Regions from separate parts of the Mus musculus genome. Here region 2 is linked to region 1. A link is a contact called in public promoter capture Hi-C data. All regions are on one chromosome and are shown on one strand. Each heading gives the region's core, a stretch centred on a gene start, on an enhancer-like site or on the middle of the called end of the contact. The rest is flanking DNA. Distances are from core to core; before and after follow the strand shown.

What was found. Promoter capture Hi-C pulls out the DNA fragments that hold promoters and counts their contacts.
Region 2: a contact with region 1 is called in a promoter capture Hi-C map of macrophages, with 10 read pairs. The contact joins the promoter of Il18rap here to the enhancer-like site in region 1. A contact is called at or near these places in 21 of 39 promoter capture datasets (the 3T3-L1 cell line, 3T3-L1-derived adipocytes, the HPC-7 cell line and 15 more), 1 of 15 datasets of contacts at CTCF or cohesin (CD8 T cells), 4 of 484 Hi-C or Micro-C datasets (bone marrow-derived macrophages, cranial neural crest, group 2 innate lymphoid cells and 1 more), 4 of 115 datasets of contacts at active chromatin or transcription factors (CD8 T cells, the HPC-7 cell line, bone marrow-derived macrophages and 1 more) and 5 of 9 other capture datasets (adipose tissue, embryonic stem cells, liver and 2 more).

Annotation. Positions count from the first base shown.
Region 1 is chr1:40,406,624-40,412,797 of GRCm38.p6, forward strand. It overlaps a transcript of Il1rl1 not described here. Among named protein-coding and RNA genes, the nearest start is that of Il1rl1, 30 kb to the right of the region's middle. Within about 2 kb of position 3,463, at least 27 of the 459 cell types and tissues checked have an H3K27ac peak or open chromatin away from gene starts, as enhancers often do. A contact at or near this core is called in the HPC-7 cell line, adipose tissue, bone marrow-derived macrophages and 1 more, where this site is marked.
Region 2 is chr1:40,511,650-40,517,823 of GRCm38.p6, forward strand. It overlaps Il18rap (interleukin 18 receptor accessory protein), which reads left to right and starts at 3,713. Exons shown (of 13, transcript NM_010553.4): 1 at 3,713-3,827; 2 at 4,051-4,126; 3 at 4,748-4,886.

The DNA of each region.
Region 1 (6,174 bases), core at 2,213-4,712:
AACTTCTGGGTCCACCTCACTACTCTTGGTTAAGGATCAGAATTCCTATTTATTTATTTATTTATTTAATATATATTTTGAGACAGGGTTTCTTTGTGTAGTCCTGGATGTCCTATAACTAGCTCTGTAGACCAGGCTGGACTCAAACTCTCCGCTTCTCGAGTGCTGGGATTAAAGTTGTGCTCCACCACCACCTGGAAGGATCAGAATTCTTACTGTGACCCTGAGGACTCTGCAATGTTCTGTAGCCCACACCCTTTGTCTAGCTCCCCACTCTCCAGGCACGCTGGCTTCTTTCAGTTCTCTGACTCGCCTCTGCTCCTTTCTGCCATAACGATTCCTTTGTGAGCATTCTTCGGAACTCTTCCTGCTCCAGGTTCATGACAATCCATCCATCAGATCATCTGGGTCAGTCAGGCTTCTCCACCGAGGACCTGTGACTGCACCCAGAAGGTCGGATTGTCTTGTTGCCTTCCCTTTTGGTCCCTGTGCATTTCCAGCATGGTGCTCGTTACTGTTGCAGGAATTTGATACTTTTCTCTGAAGGCAGGAGCAGGATACAGAGCAAATTTGAATACAATGTTTGTACTAGTAACAGAGACAGGACATAGGATGGCTTAAATTAGGCATTGTGAATACAATTTTGCATGTTGGTGGTTTGTGCTACTCAGTGTTCTGTTTCCATAATAAATAGCTGAATAATCAATTTCTAAGATGGAAAGGCTTACGATTGCCCAAGGTTTTGTGCTATAACTGCTTGGTGCTATTGCTTTTCGGCCTGTGGTGAGGGGGCACATTGTGGTAGAGAGTGTGCTGGAGGAGAAGATACTTAGGTTGTGGTGGTTGGTTGTTTTCGAGAGAGTATAACCAATAGAAAGGATATGTATTACAAAGAGGATGGATTAGATTGGTTTACATGGTTCAGGTTGGGTTGTCTAATAATGGGCATCACTCTGAGAAGCTGAGGTGTGCAGGAGCTTCTCAGCCTATAAGGATGGGAGACTCAGCAGTGCCAATCCAGGGTTGAAAACCTTGAGGAGTTCCAGAGAGTCAGTGGTTTTCAGTCTCCATTGGAAGACTGAAGAAGCTGAGCTCCCATGGCAGGAAGAGACATCATCATCACCACCACCACCACCACCATCATCACCACCACTACCATCATCATCATCATCACCACCACTACCATCATCATCAGCAGCAGCAGCAACAGCAGCAGCAGCAGCAGCAGCGTAGATGGCTTAAGCAGCGGGGAGCAAAGAGGGGCTCTTCTCTCAGGCCTCTGTGTATCTGCTAGAAGGTGCTGTCCATTTGAGAGAAGATCTTCACCCTTTAAACTAACATCTAAAATTAACCACCACAAATTCACCTGGTGTCAGCTTGGTACTCAACATCTCCACCCTGTTTCTCTACCCTGTTCTGTAGCCCACATGACTTGCTTAATTTCCAAATAATAAAAGCAATGAGTTCATAATCCTGCTAATATGATATAGCAGCCATACCACTTGTAATAAAAAACACTATTTTCCCTCAGAATAGATGACAAAAATCTACACACACACACACACACACACACACACACACACACACACACACACACACACATTCATATATGTGGGCCTGAGTGTATAAACATGTACCACCTATGTACAGGAAGGCATCCAAGGAGGCCAACAGAAGCATCAGATCGCCCAGCACTGGCCACAGACAGCCCTGAACCACCATATGGATGGATACTGGAAACTGAACTTTGTCCTGTGCAAGAGCAGGGAGCACTGTTGACCGCTGAGCCATCCCTGCAGCCCAGAGGCTCTTAAGGAATGCTTAGACTTTCTGTTTTCTGTAACTTAAATGTGGTAATGATTTATAACAATTAATTACTGATACTACCTCAATTGATGTCATGTTACATGATAAAGCAGTAAGGGAAAAACACACATCTGCTTAACGTATGTGTGTAAGTGCACAAGCACAACCAAACGGTGGTTACAACCCTCCTTCCTACAATTGGTCACATGGCTTTAGTTGGTATTTATAAAAACTTTCCTCTACTACCATTTCTGTATTTCCTCCACCCTCAGCAAGTACCTGAGCAGGCCTAGGATCTGTACCTGGAACAGTGATCAGTCACAACGAATAGAGACCCAAATATTCATTTCTGAGGACTGTAGATTTATTATCTTACCTGAATTGGGTTGTCATCTTCTACTAATCTTAATCATAAGACATGGCCAAATTCTGAAAAATCTGTTACACTCCAGACATACTCTTTGGGGAGAATTAGTCCAGTTTCTCCCTAGTAGTCTGGACAGTCACTCCTGGGAGCAAAGTCACTCCTTTCTTAGCTGGTTAACATCTAGTTCAGTGGAATACTTATATACCTGACAGAAGTTCTCCATTTGGAATAAATACATGTAGGTGGCAAGTCTTTTATTAATGGGAATAAGATGTAGACAAGTAGTTCATGGGTCCCTGTGGATGATGATGGGTTGTGTCATTCTTTTTTTTTTTTCCCTCCTGGCTTTATCAGAAACTGTACCACATGTCGGAGGCAGATGCAGAATCTATGATATAGGATGGTGTATCCCGTCCCTTGGGACTCAGCTATTCGTGGGTGTGAGGGGGACTGCAAACCTGGAAGAAAATGGGATGGAAGAGAAATAAAAGCCGAAGACCAAGTAGATTGTTTCCTATCAAGGTCTCCGTTTATTTGGCTGAGACGCCGGATTTTAAAGCATACATCGAGGGGAATAGGGAGGGGTGGAGGGGGAATTAACAGAGAACAAAGAAGTAGGCATCTGCTAACATGAGGGCAGAAGTCAGGCTCCAGGTGGTGGGCACTCTGTGTCTTATCTCTGGAACATAGATCCTCCTTAACAGCCTTGGGTATCAGGCTGGGCTCAGCGCATAACTCATGTCCTTGGATGTCATAAGAGTCAGGAAAAGATAAGGAAGAGGGGACTATAATTCAGCTTTTTTAGCCTGAGGTGCCAGGAAGGGAACAGGGAGAAGGGAGTGATGACCCACTCCTAGCACGAGACCATTTGGCTTGTCAGGGTGGGAGATTGTGAAGGGCTTGCTTTCTCATGGTATGGTCTCTAACAATGGTGATGCAGAATCAATCCATGTGGGATGGTGATGCAGAATCCATGTGGGATGGTGATGCAGAATCCATGTGGGATGGTGATGCAGAATCCATGTAGGATACGGATGCTGAATATACAGCCTTTTGAAGAATCTGCCCCAGGCCTCAGGCTCTTGCCACTTTTCCATATTCTAACTCTATCTTTCACAGTCCAATTCATTTTTTTTTGTTTTTTTGTTTTTTTTTTTTTTTTTGGCAAGCTACTCCAGGAAGGTGGGGGGCATGGAAGGCTAGTGGCTTCTGTGAGCATGGGCTCACTGTTGCACTTCTTTCTTTGTAAAGCAAGTTCCTTTTTCAGGAGCAATGCTGTGTGGAATAGTAAGATGGGGAAATAGGACATCCTGTTAAGCCTGTGTGGTTATTTTGGCTGAAGCATTACACACAGGTCAGGCAAAGCAACATAAAGAATAACTGGGCCAGTGAAGACAAAATGTCACACTTCTCTTCATGGAAGTAGGCAAAGTTAGTTAACATGACACCAGGCTGCTGGCTAGGCACCTGGGACATACTGCCACGTTGGCTGCTCAGCATTGGTCTCTGCTCTCTGTCTGTGTTACTGGCTGTACGCATTGCTTTCAACCCGGCTGCCATAGCTACTTTGTTCCTAGGCTCACTAGGAAATGACAGAGATTGTCAGGGAAGGGGTTGATAACAGTCACCTGGAACCCAAGTAACTTTATATCCTCTGATCATTAGGAGAGATGTACCATTGTACATTCCCCCCAAATGTCTTTCTTATCAATTTTCCAATCATTCTTTTAAGGCTCCGATGGCTGGTTATTGCTGATATATAATCACACCTCTGATCATGTTCCGGGGGAACAGAGTAAGAGATGGGTAGCACCTCAGAGTTCTACAGTTCTGTAAGGGGAAAGTCCTCCATGGTATACCTCTCTCCTCCAGTCCACACCTTTAAAAAGGTTCCACTACCTCTTCATACTGCTGCCAATCTACTGTAACTGGCATCTCCGGTGGAGCATTTTTTAACAATAGCATGTCCTTGTTTGTTTGTTATTTGATTTAGGCCCATTTCTCATAATAGACAGTCAGTGGCTCGTCTTGAGGGAAGAGGCCATGGCTTTTGTTTTTGTTGTTTCCAGTACTGTTCTTGTTGTAGTGCATGCAGCTAAGCATGTTAACCAAACTGAGAATACATTTGTAGAGAGAATAAACAAACCTCAGCCACCAACTGAAAAGGACCTTCACAGGGCTTCCTAACCAGTGGACCTCACTTATTAGTTCATGGAATGGAGAAGACAGAAATATCAAACAGCTATAAGTATCCTCTTGAGGAAATTGTCATGTTGGAGAAATAGGAAAGACCCTTAAATGTCTCTACAGGCTAGCTAAGTTCCTGTCCTATGGTGGTCGCTGTCATGGACGCTTCTACTCCTTGGTTTGTTCTTTAAACCCCAGTGAGACAAGTATTGCTATAATTCTTATTTTTTCAAATAGGAGAATGGAGGTTTACAGATGTTGAATAACTATATTAGGGTGATATAGTTACTAAGTGACTGGGCATGATTTGATCTGTGGAATACTGGATTCGACTGGAATAACTGGGCTGAAAACATGGTAAGTTTTTTTTTTTTTTGACAGATACTATTTTGGGACGAAGAGAAAGAGGAAATGGAGGATGCTGAACCACATTTTTCCTATTTGTGTGCAGCAGTGATCCCTTAAGTAATCTTGAGAATACTGTGATTAAAATTAACCCCCAATCACCCAGAGCAGAGTAACCAATATTAGACTTGGCCTGTCACTCTAAACAGTTGGAAAACTGAGCAGGGTACCATGATGACTGAACTGCTCTACTAGACTGCAATTCAGAATTAAATGAAGGCAACACAAGTCAGAAATACTTCACATCCAAAACAATCAACTTGCAGCTACAATTACTAGATGTTCTTAGACAGGAAAGCATGGCTCCTAATTCAAGAGGTAAGCCCTTAAGTAGAAACAAACACAGATTACAGAGAAAATGGAACCAGGAGACAAGGACTCGAAACCAGTTTGGTTGTTCCTCAGAAAATTAGACATAGTTCTGCCAGAAAATCCAGCAATCTCACTCCTGAAGATGTTCCAACTTGTAATAAGGACACATGCTCCATTATGTTCATAGCAGCCTTATTTATAATAGCCAGAAGCTGGAAATAACCCAGATGTCCCTCAACAGAAGAATGGATACAGAAAATGTGGTACATTTACACAATGGAGTACTACTCAGCAAATAAAAACAATGAATTCATGAAATTCTTAGACAAATGGATGTATCTGGAGGATATCATCCTGAGTGAGGTAAACCAATCACAGAATAACACATATGATATGCACTCACTGATAAGTGGATATTAGCCCAGAAGCTCAGAATACCCAAGATACAATTTGCAAAACACATGAAACTCAAGAAGAAGGAAGACCAAAGTGTGGACACTTCAATCCTTCTTAGAAGGGGGAACAAAATACCCATGGAAGGAGTTCAGAGACAAAGTCGAGAGCAGAGACTGAAGGAATGACCATCCAGAGACTGCCCCACCTGAGGATCCATCCCATAAACAATCACCAAACCCAGTCACTATTGCAGATGCCAACAAGATTTTGCTGACAGGAGCCTGATATAGCTGTCTCCTGAGAGGTTCTGCCAGTGCCTGACTAATATAGAAGTGGATGCTCACAGCCATCCATTGGATGGAGCACAGGGTCCCCAATGAAGGAGTTAGAGAAAGTACCCAAGGAGCTGAAGGGGTTTGCAGCCTCATAGGAGGAACTACAATATGAACTAACCAGTAACCCCAGAGCTCCCTGGAACTAAACCACCAATCAAAGAAAACACATGGTGTGACTCATGTCTCTAGTTGCATATGTAGCAGAGGATGGCCTATTCAGTCATCAATGCGTGATGAAACCCTTGGTCTTGTGAAGGTTCTAGGCCCCAGTATAGGGGAATGCCAGGGCCAGGAAGCAGGAGTGGGTGGGTTGGAGAGCAGGGGGAGGGGGGAAAGAATAGGGGATTTTCATAAGGGAAACTAGGA
Region 2 (6,174 bases), core at 2,463-4,962, 110 kb after region 1:
AAAAGAATATTTCATTAAAAGATAAAGTCAAGTGTGTTCTGAAGTCATGTGAAATTATCTTTTGATCAAGGTTTGTTGATTCAGTATAGTTAGGTTCCTTCTTCATATTTTTATTTTTAGTGGTTTTTTTTCCTTAAAATTTTACTTTGTGTGAAAAATATTTGCATTATTTTAAGTGCAAACCTACAAAATAAAGTTCATACAGAATCCATTTCTCATTCCTCTCTACCTCCTCTTTGCTCTGTACCCAAAAGGAAACACCGTAGAAACTGGCATTGTTTTTTTTCTCCATACATTAAGAAAATTTGAATGGCTATTTACATCGCTCGCCACTCACAGGTTACAGAGAGCTTTTCCAATATAATTTTTGAAACTATTTTAGTAACTACTCCATAATTAGACATGAAAGTAGTTCTCATTATTTTGTACAAATACCTGGAATATTTATTCTTATGTCATAGTTTATTCAACCAGTCCTAAGGCTTCAGTATTTTGCTTTTATTGGTTATGCTATAAAAGACAATACCATTTAAAGATATCTTCACATATTTTTGTTTGAATATTTTTGAGATCATGCCCACAATGCAGGTTTGCTGTTTCAACAAACACGCATATGTGACTTAGTTTGATATTGCCTCACTTCTCCCCATAGGGACTGTGCTGTCTGTCATCTCAATAGCGATGGATAGGAATGTGTCCTTTGCCTTCTGTCAACACTTTTTGAACAAGTTTAATCTTATTTCCATTGCTGGAAGCAATTTCCACATTGGAGGTGACAAGATTTGTGTATGTAAGTTTCAAATCGTGCCCAGAGTTTATTGTTTTCCTTTTACTTCTTTTGTATGTACTTATTTCCAGATGGTAAAGAATTAAACTACACTTTAGATGAACTTTTTCCAGCTTCACTTAGACACTGAGATCAACAATAAAATAATATTATCTGATTATTATCCCTGCTCATTATCCCTGTCACTGATTGGCCTCAATCTCTACTCCATCTTTATCATGTAAGGCAAGAAAAATAATCAGATAATAAATGGGACCTCATGAAATTGAAAGGCTTTTGCAAGGCAAAGGACATCAGGAGTAGGACAGAGTGGCAGCCTACAGAATGGGAAGAGAGCTTTATCAACCCTCCGTCTGACAGAGGATTAACATATAAAGAACACAAGAAAATAGACACCAGCAAACCAAATAACCTAATTTTAAAAATGAGGTGTAGAGCTAACAGGGAACTCTCAACAGAAGAATCTCTGATGGCCAAGAAGCACTTAAACAAATGTTCGACATCCTTAGTCATCAGGGAAATGCAAATCAAAACTCTGAGATTCCACCTTACACCTGTCAGAATGACTAAGATCAAAAACTCAAGTGACAGCCCATGCTGGTAAGGATGCAGAAGAAGGAGAACACTCCTCCATCACTGGTGGGAGTGCAAACTTGTACAACCACTTTGGAAATCAATCTGGCAATTTCTCAGAGAGTTGGGAGTAGTTCTACCCCAAGATCCAGCTACACCACTCTTGGGCATAAACCCAGAAGATGCCCTACTATACCACAAGGACATGTGCTCAACTATGTTCATAGCAGCTTTATTCATAATAGCCAGAAACTGAAACAACCCATATGTCCCTCAACTTAAGGATGGATAAAGGAAATGTGGTACATCCACACAATGGCATACTATTCAGCTATTAAAAACAAGGAAATCATGAATGTTGCAGGCAAATGGATGGAACTAGAAAATATCATTTTGGGTGAGGTAACTCAGAGCCAAAGGGACATACGTGGCATGTACTTATTTATAAGTGGACATTAGCCAGGAAGTGCAGGATAATCATTCTACAATCTAGAGACCCAAAGAAACTAAGTAACAGGGAGGGCCGAAGAGAGAATGCTTGAATCTCACTCAGAAGAGAAAATAAAATAAACATGGTGGATGGATGGAAGGAATTGAGTGGGAGAGGGAGACCGGGTGAGAAGGGGAACGGGGATGGAGATCAGGTATGGGAAATGGAAAAGAGATAAAAATCAGTGTGGGTCATCTCTGGTATTAGCTGGAGATCTGAGATAGAAGAGGCTATGAGAGTGACCTTAGATGAGGCTCTTAACAGTTGGAGATAAGGAGACTGAAGTGGCCACTTCCAGTAGCCAGGTGGGACTTCCAGTGGAGTGAGGGGGACATCAACCCACCACAAAATCTTTGACCCAAAATTTTTCTTGCCTTACATGATAAAGATGGAGTAGAGATTGAGGGAAAGGCCAACCAGTGACGGGGATAATGAGCAGGCATAATAATCAGATAAGAGGAATGCCAAGGGAAGAGGAAACGTGTTGTAATTATACTTTAATTTATTTGCAAACATTAAAAAATTTAAAAAAATAAATTTAAGTAAAAAGATCTGAGTCCATTTGGAACATAGTCTGTTGTGTGGTGCGAGTGGAGAATTTGTTGCGTAGTTTTCCATAGGGCGACCTAAGTTACCACACTACGTCTAGTTTGTGATGCTCTTTCCTATTTTTAAAAATTTCCACACACAGTTAGACTTGTTTCTACACTGTCTCCTCTTCTGTTCCACAGGTCAGCTCTCTCTATTCATGAGGGTGCTCCGCAATGATTTTACTTGTACCAAGTGTTAAAGCCTGAGTTTCCTGTGGTGACTAAGACCTTCATCTGATCCCAAATCTCCTGTGGTTCATGATGTCCTGCTTTTCTCTTCCAAAAACAGTTTATAAAGGACACATTAAGCTTCGAAGGAAAAGCTGTTGATGAATTCACTTCAGGAGACCACACTGGCAGTAACTTTGGGCTTAACTTTAAGGTCTATATTCAGATCTCTGAGGTTTGATAAGGACACTCCCAACGCCCAGGCACTCTGAATGTACCTCAGCCTGAATTAAACCATTATCATGAACAATGCCTGGTCTATCCGTTTCCCCTTCATCCTCAGTATTCCTCCTTTAATCCCATTTAGATTTTGGATTACTGGGCTGTCCCTGTCACACCCTGGGAGTCTAAGCTCATGTGCCCTCATGTGCTTTCCTCTGAACCTGCAATAGGTGGTAGGAAAACCTCAAATCCTTTTGGGATTTGAGCTAGTTCCACAATTAGCATGAATACATGATTTTATTTATTTATTTATCTATTTATTTATTGGCTTAGACCTGCCCTCAGTTGCTAACTCTTCTCTTAGATTTTCACCTTCACCTCAGGTCAACACTTACCTTGCCCCCACTCTGACATGAACTTGGGCTCTGCTTTTATTTTATGCTCTTCTCCAGCCTTGTGCTGAAACAATCCCCATGGTTTGCTGTGCCCCGCTGCTTCAGCTTGTCTTTATGGGGAGAATAGGCTCCGTTTAATTAAGAGGCTTTGGGACTAGTGTGGTCTCACGGTCCTCTAAATTGTTTTAATTACAGTGCAGTTCTTAATTAGGCATTCCACGGTGCACAAGCATAGCCTCCGAGCCTTTCAAAGCTACGGTTATATCACTCTCCTCATTGATAAATTATTGCTCTGTAAAAGTGATGCTGGAGAGAGAGAGTTCATCAGAAGAAAGCCTTTAGGTTTGAAATGAAAGGCAAGGTTGGCAGTGCTTGTTTTAGAAGAAGGGGGAGGAGGAAGAGGAGGAGGAGGAAGTAAAAAAGAACTCCCCTGTTGAGAAACCGTGTCGAATGTTAACATTTGGTACAGGAAATTCCTGTAAAGGAAGCAGGCTTACTCACCATTTCAACTAAACCTAACCACAACCCCTTTCTTGTCAAGGAGGCTGGCCAGAGGACAGCTTTGAATGCTTTATTTCAGGAGTTTTCTTCCGTGGATAAAGGTAGTTTACTTCATTTCTCCTTTGTTATGACTGGGCATTTTCCAACACCAGAGGTCCTTTACAAAATTCCAAGGTTGTCCTTTTCTGTCCAGGTATAACTTATTATTTCAAAACTGTATGGGTTGGATAGTCCTTAAATCTTCTTCAAGTAACTCTCTTGCTAAGAAAAAAAAATGTAGCAGAACCCTTTGAAAATGGGTGTTTTTCACACTTTTTTTTTCAGATGCACAAGCTGGCATTCACTGACATAAAGACTTGAATTTCTTTATTTGTTGTGTATGTAAGAGCAGGAAACAAAGGTAAGAGACCAGAATATTCTTTCCCTAGATTCCTTAACCCCTAATATATATTTTTAAAGGACTTAAAAAGTGAATTGCTAAAGAGTTGCTTTTTGTGGAATATTTTTAATCACAGGTGTGCTATTAGGCAGCAACATTTGTATCTCAGTGTCGGTTTTAACCTTAACTTGTATAAGTGACTAGTTACAAAGTAAACCTTTGTTTTAAACAGTGATTCTTACATTTTATTGAAAGGATTATAGAGGGATTCAATCAAATGCGGGTCAAATCTGAATGGCCACATTACTTGTCCATCTTTGGAGGCAAGCACTGAACAAGCTGCTATGGACCATGTGAGCATTATCAGTATTCTTTGACTACTGCAATTATTAGACTAGGCCATAGCATCTCTTTTTTATTTGTACTTTAAGGGTGTGCACAGGACTGAGAGGCTTCCTGGTGATTCATTCACAGCTTTCATTTTTCTCCTCCCAGCAAAAGCTTTGTTCTTTGAAAAACTTAGCTCATTATTACTCTAAAATATGGTCAAATTGGGTATCTTTTGAATAACTTCAGGCTAACTTTTTCTGCTTCTGAGAAAAAGAGAGAATTTTTAAATAAAAGCCTTCTGGAAAATTTTAGGAAAGAGACCTTGCAGATCTTCAGATCATCTCACCGGCCTCCGACCTCCTTCTGTAGAGAAGGCGAATAGTGGTGGCAAGATGAGAAACTTTGAAACCCTCTTCCTCCAGATATGATTCTCCCTTCTACTACTGAACAGGTATGTGGTCATTGTTTCATAACGGGCACCGTTGCTATGAGTGATGCAACATTTGGTTTTCTACTGGGACAATAAGAATGACAGCACACATGTTTTACAGAATGACAAACTTGAGTTTTACATTTGCTGGTATCTGTCAGTCATTTTTACTCCCATATGCAGAATTGGCAGCCATGTTGGTTTAAGTTGGCCAGTGCTCAACAAGTACGATGCTCTACTCTTGGATGATCTCTTTGGAATTCCTGATGCATTTGGGTAATGGTAGAATGAGATTGTGTAGTCTTTTAAAAACAGACATTGGGAGGCAAGGGCTTGAAGTATGGACTTTTCAGAATGGCTTTGTTCTTGGCTGGTCTGTGGACAAAAACAATAATGGTAGCTACCATGACTGCTGAGAATACTGTATATTCTGAAGATTTTAGTTGGAATATTTTATAGATGTCTAGTAAGCCCACTTGAGCTGTGGTACTGGTTAATGCCCAAGTTTGTTGATGTTTTATCTGGATTGATAAAAAATGGGATATCCAAATCATTTTCTCTTTTTGTAGCTGAGTGAATCTGTTTGTGTCCAGTACTGTTTTTTAGCTGAAATCTGGTACCCCAGTGTTCAGCACATTTACAGTGATTCTGTTTTCTTGATGAATTACTTTGTTTAATAATGTGTATTAACTTTCTTTTAGTATGACATGGGGTCTAATTTCTTAGATATAAATATAACTATTCATGTTTATATTTTTGCTTCAATTTGCCTGGCTTTTATTTGTTTGTGTGTTGGCTTTTATTGTTTCAGATTTAGTCTGTGTGTACCTTTGCTAAAAAGGTGGCTTGACCATTGTCCCTGTGGACTGGGATGTTTGAATACTTGGTCCACGGTTGACAGTGCTGCTTGAGTGGATTAGGAGATGTGGCTTTGTTGGAGGAAGAATGTTATTAAGAACATAAAGATTCCTGAAATTCCCAGTTCACACTCCATGCTTTGTGCTGTTTCACTTAGCCACCATGGACTCTAGCCCTCTGGGACCATAAGCTCAAATAAACTCTTCTACATGTTGCATGGGTCATGGTGCTTGACCACAGTGATAAAACAAAACACAACAAAACGAGCAAACAACAAACAACAACAACAACAACAACAAACCCAGTAACTAAAAGACAAGTGTTTCTTGTAGACAACAAATAATAGGCTCTTACTCTTTACTCTGTTTAGCCAGTTTGAGAGATTTAATCAGCAAATTACAACCACTTGCGCCTATGGCTGTTGTTGAAAGGAGATTGTTTCCTCCTATGT